Linked DNA regions of Mus musculus: region 2 is linked to region 1. A link is a contact called in public HiChIP or PLAC-seq data. All regions are on one chromosome and are shown on one strand. The core of a region is the stretch at or near the end of the contact, and the rest is flanking DNA. Distances in the headings are between cores, read along the strand shown.

What was found. HiChIP or PLAC-seq counts read pairs in DNA pulled down with a chosen protein or histone mark.
Region 2: an H3K27ac HiChIP or PLAC-seq map of embryonic stem cells shows a contact between it and region 1, with 23 read pairs. The contact joins two enhancer-like sites. A contact is called at or near these places in 6 of 484 Hi-C or Micro-C datasets (the C2C12 cell line, bone marrow-derived macrophages, cortical neurons and 2 more), 3 of 115 datasets of contacts at active chromatin or transcription factors (all in embryonic stem cells) and 1 of 9 other capture datasets (embryonic stem cells).

What each region holds. Positions count from the first base shown.
Region 1 is chr2:128,209,802-128,212,501 of GRCm38.p6, reverse strand. No RefSeq gene overlaps it. Among named protein-coding and RNA genes, the nearest start is that of Gm14009, 41 kb to the right of the region's middle. Within about 2 kb of position 1,266, at least 74 of the 459 cell types and tissues checked have an H3K27ac peak or open chromatin away from gene starts, as enhancers often do. A contact at or near this core is called in cortical neurons and embryonic stem cells, where this site is marked.
Region 2 is chr2:128,310,983-128,313,682 of GRCm38.p6, reverse strand. The region is part of intron 2 of Morrbid (myeloid RNA regulator of BCL2L11 induced cell death); the gene reads left to right. Among named protein-coding and RNA genes, the nearest start is that of Gm14010, 110 kb to the left of the region's middle. Within about 2 kb of position 1,397, at least 123 of the 459 cell types and tissues checked have an H3K27ac peak or open chromatin away from gene starts, as enhancers often do. A contact at or near this core is called in cortical neurons and embryonic stem cells, where this site is marked.

The sequences.
Region 1 (2,700 bases), core at 17-2,516:
GCCTGTATATTAACAGGGCTAGCGTTAGGGGTCCTGGGTTTGAAGCCTAACATGGAGATCCCCACTTCTCTGAAGTGACAGACTGAAGGTGACCACATCTTACATGGACAGCTGTGGGGGTGCTGAGGTGTCTTGAGAAAAGTGAGACACTGGGCCCCGAATAATACTGTGTTTAGGGAGGGCCTGGGATAGGGAGACGCCAGACTCTTTAAGACCTGCTGTCCTGAGAGGCGCCCAAGCTTAAGCCTGACTGCTATGGAACTCAAACATAGAGTTTAGCAGAATGCTGGGTTGGTACCTGATGTCAAGACATCCGCCATACCCACAGGGTGTTCTATCCCCGGCTAGTCATACAGGAGGAAGCTCAGGCACCGAGATAGGAGGCTGCCTTGAGGCTTCACCCTTCCAGGTGCTGCATTAGCATTTTAATAGGGGCTTTCTGAGCTGCATCCCCAGGGGTCACAGTGCCCCAGGCTGCAGCAAAGCAGGTGCTTCCAGCCGGGAGATCCCCAGCTAGTATCCCTGCAGAGAGGCTTCCTGCTGCCTCTGGGTAGAAGCGGGTGTGGGAAGGAGGAGGGCGGCCTCCTAGGAATGGGAGGGAGATAGACGGGCGCTGGGGAAACGGAAACAGGTTAATTCGTTCTCCTTCCTGGATGAATAACCATATCTGCCCAGAAACGGAGTAGGTTCCTGGGGTGTACTGTGTTAATTGCCAGCCAGGCAGGGATGAGGAGGGACAGGACAAGGGATGGGGATACTAGGTGATGGAGAGTGGTTTCGAGCCTCACCTTCCTTTGTGAGAAGAATGTGATGGGACAGTTATGGCCTCAGGGACAGAATGGTGCCGAGCAGGCTTTTCTCCCTGTTCAAACCCCAAAGCCACACCTGAAACCCAGCATTGTGCTACCTCACATGCCTTGGGGCCCTTGGGATTCTCTTCCTGGCCTCCTTGCTTATCTCTAAGCAGACCAGTTCCTGGACTGTGAGGAGCGCTCATTATCTCCCCGTTGCCAAGGGCACTCTCCCTCCTTCGCCTGCTTCTAGACATTCTGCCTCCCAACACTTCCCGTGGTTAGTGCTTGCTTCCTGGCCGTGGAATCCCAGTCTTACCGCCGTATGCCCACGGCCCCTGTTTACGCTAGTGCAGCTCAGGCTATAGAAATGGCGCTGGAGAGAATCCCTTTCCAAGCCCCCGCCCCCACCCTCCCCAGTGCACTCCTCCTTAGCCCCAGCACCTTCCCAGCTCCAGAGGGCACTTCCTCTTCGTTTTTCCTCTGTCCTCAGATGACCTCACCCTTCCCAGCGAAAGGTGCTCTCTGCAGCCTCCAGCGCTGTACAGGCCTCCACATAATCTGCATAACTGGCCTCCTCTGATTTCCTGCAAAATCTAGATTCTAGGTCACTTCTGTTTCCTAAGCCTCCCCAGTGTGCAGTCAGTCCCTCTCAGAAAAGGTGTGATTCTCAGAAAAGTTTCCTAAAGCCATGTTTGGAAGTGACTGTGTTTTAAAAACAAAAGCAACCCGGGACACTAAAAATTACTTTTCTGAAGCCAAATCCTGCAGGCTAGCAAATCCCAACTTCTCTGCCCTGCCTGTTTTCAAGATGCACAATAACACGATCCTAGCAAATTTCTGTTCAGGAGTCTTTCTTTTCTCTGACGAGGCCTTAGTATTTATCTAGTAGAAATATTTCATTTGGGGATTCTCTACCCTGTAACTTTTTTAAAAAATCAGTTATTTGGCATGTGGTTCCCATTTCTAGAGCGGACTTCTCTTCCATTGTCATATATAAAGGTTCTGACAATTCACGAGGCTTTTCCAACTTTAACCTCTGCTTTGCAGAAAAGATAGCTTTGTCCAGCGAGGGCCATCTAACACCCGTCTGTATCCGCTCTGTGTTTCCCTGAGAGGTTTGGCAGGCAGCCAACTCAACGTTTTTTTTTTCCTGCAGTGTTAATTTTCACATATTTATGACAATTTCCCCAATGACAAAAATCCCAAAGTGGGAGCAGTTGTCCAATTTAGAGCCCTGTCTTTCAAATTACAATTGACAGAAAATGCAGTTGAGGAAAACCCAGCCACTAGTGCACACGTGCAAGCGCACGCACATGGGCACACACACACACACATAATTTCATGAGCTCAGGAAGTCCATCACTCTCTAAATAAAGAAACACTCAAAAGATTGACATGGGCTGAAAGATCAATAGCTGGGTGACTAGTGAGAATATGCCTAAGACAGTGAAATGAAACTGATTGTAAGGTAGAAAACCACGCAGGGGGAATCTGAAGGCTTGTGGGAACCAGCGGGCAAACATGATGATCATTGTTAAAGTAATTAACCCAAACAACTTTTGGGTAAATTCCAGGGAGTCCTCACCAGGGAAACTGATCCTTCAACAAGTTGGTTTCCAGTAAATTCTTTTCAAGCTGAGTGGCTTCAGGGGAATGAATGATGATTCATTAGTTGGCAGACTCACCCATTTCTTTAACTTTTCCTTGTTTCCTGGGTCTTTCCCTATGGAGCAACAGGTACTAGGGTTGCTAAGTCCACACCTTCCTCCTATAGTCAGATGGGCTGGCCCTCATCACATTCAAGTGGAAATGGAGACTCAGTCTCCCCCTGCTTACCTGCTCTCTTTCCTATTGTAACTCTGTGGCTATTGGACCCAGACTCTCGTCCTTAATTAAAGATGCCTTG
Region 2 (2,700 bases), core at 148-2,647, 100 kb before region 1:
CTGCTCCTCCTGCTCACATTCTTTAGCTGATGCTTTTGTGCTGGGTTCTATCCTTGTGGTTTTCTGCATTTATTGGGGGCTTTCTGCATTCCTCGCTCTGAGGTTGCCATTTGAACAGCTCTCTGGTCACCCTGGCTAGAATTCGGCAGCTCTTCTCCCATGTTGGCTGGTACACCCTGCTTCCTGCCAGGACCCTGCTGCTCTCGGGGTGGATCTGGGCTAAGCTCCAGAAGACACAATTCCCAGCTCTGACTCCATCCACATGCCCAGATGTTCCTCTGCTCATTTCTCCTCTCTTCTCTTCCAAAGCCAGGGAGCATCTTGAGTGAGAGAAGGCACAAGCGGGTCCACAGCACTCATTCGGTCCATTTCCTCTCAAAAACTTTGTAGCAAACACAAGGGTGGGCGTGGAGAGCAGATTCCTCCCAACTTGGAGGGGCCTCACAAGCCAGCGCTGCAGGCCTTCACTCCCATATCATCTCTGACCATTTGGTAGTGACTGACCTGGCTACGACATCTGTGCTTAAGAAGAGTGTGCAATGAGGGATTCTCAGTGCCTTTGGAGCTCAATATTTTACTGGTCTATAAGCAACCTGCTACTTACGTTCCAAGCTGAGAACCTAGCCGCCACACATACAGCAGTGTGTTCGAAGCCACAGTTGAGCAGGGCAGATCTGAGGATGAAATCCAGGTTGTCCAGCCTTTCCTACTGGTGTCTTTAAAGCTGAAAGCTGGTCTCTTAGGAGGTCAGATGACTGCCTGCCTCCCAGTCTGTGTCTATTGCTAGCTACCCGGAGTGCAGGAAAGGGGGAGAGGTGGGCTGGATAGGGCAGACAGGGTATGAAGGCAGAACACAAATAGAAGCTGCAGGAGGAGCCAGCACACTGGGTGTGAACCTTGGAGACACAGCAGAGCCAGAGATCAGAGCCCCTGGGAATGCCAGTTGGGGTGGGGGTGGGGGGTGTGGTGAGGTGGGGTGGGGGGCTGCCGAAACTGCTGCTGGGGGTGGGGGTGGGGGGTGGAAGGATATTTCACGGGGCCAGAGAAAAGGAGTCCATTGGCCTTAGTAAAGGGACAACATCTTGTTTTATTAAAAGCCTGTTGCTGGCTGGATAAGCCGTCTGCCTGCTGAGTGGGCAGGGGCCCAATATTACTGTGGCTAATTCGGAGCCAGTGTTGGAGAGCTGACATCAAACCAGGAAACGCTCGCGCGCGCGGCTCTCTCCCTCTCCGGCTCTCCCTCTCCCTCCCTCCGCCTCCTCTTCTCTCATTCTTGAGCTTGAATCTACTGTGCATGATATGTGTGCATGTGTGTCCGTGTGTCTCTCTGTGTGTGACATTATGTACACTTGCTGGGAGTTCACCCCATGGCTCCCTCCTCCTCTTCCTGTCCTCTACTCCCTCTGCCAAGCACCCCAGCCCCACCTTTGCCCCTGGCCTCCTCAGTCTCCGCCCCCAGAAGACTTGAACAGAGAAGACCCAGACTATGGCCTGGGGTTATTTACTGAGACGCCTGGGGAGGAAAGTTTCGAAATGACCAAACCCACCCCTTTCCAGATCTCCATTTGTAGGTTAAAAGAAAAAGTAAAGGAAGTCATTTCAAAAGAAACCAGGAGGAAAGCGGCTCTCTTCGGCAGCATGTGTGATTATTATTAATATTAGACTTGTTTAAGGCAAGGGAAAAATGTAAAATGGCTTTTTTCCTGTTTTTATCGTAGTTTTTTGTTGTTGTTGGTTTTGTTTTTTGTTTTTTTGTTTTTTTGTTTTTTTTTTTCCTTTTTTCTTCTACTGTCTTGGGAGTCAGAAGGGCAAACAGTAATTTCAGAGTAAGATGGAAGCCATCATCTCCTTAGTTCATGTGATGTCTTTCTGGGAATTGGGAGAGTGAATGAGTTTCATGTAAACGCCTATAATCACTTTTCCTGCTAAGGTTTTAGAGGACTCTGAGTCTCCCAATTTGCTGTAACTTAAAGTCACCCAAATTGCTTCCACTTTTACCAAAAAAAAAAAAAAAAAAAAAAAAATTAATTATTTATCCAGATTTTAAGCTGTAAAAAAAAAATAAATGAAAAAGTTTTTTTCACTGGTTGGTTGTCTGAGGTGACTTATTTAATTCTTTGATAAGGTTAAAGCAAATTGCCCCTATATAAAATAGAATATGATAATTTATTGGCATCTCTGTAACCCTGCTTTCAAACAATAAACTTTGAATGAAGAGCCAGAAAGGTATAAATGTCTTTAAATTAATAATTTTAATGTATCATTCACAGAGATAAGGGGATTCCAAGACAAGAGAAACATAAAGTGTACCTGACAATATCTTACTACATGTTGCAAGCAAGAAGGCATATTGTGTGTATTATGTATGTATGTGCATGTGTATGCGTTTTTGTTTATGTATGTACATGTGTGTATATGTGCATGTGTGTGTATGCATAGTTGGTATAATTTCACTATGCTGAGGTTATCATACAAAATTCATGCACTGATTCCTAACCACAGTCCTAAGCCTGTCTCCCTAAGGCTACTCACCCATTTGACATATCTTAGAAGGTCGTTTTCTGTCTTTGACAGAAGTCTCCGATTTGACGGTCAGGATCCCGGAGAAGACTCTCCAGCCACAGGGCTGATCATGGTGGCTTCTCTCCAGATGGGTGAAGTAGAGCATTGCTTTTGGACTCTGCTTATATACTGGCCAGT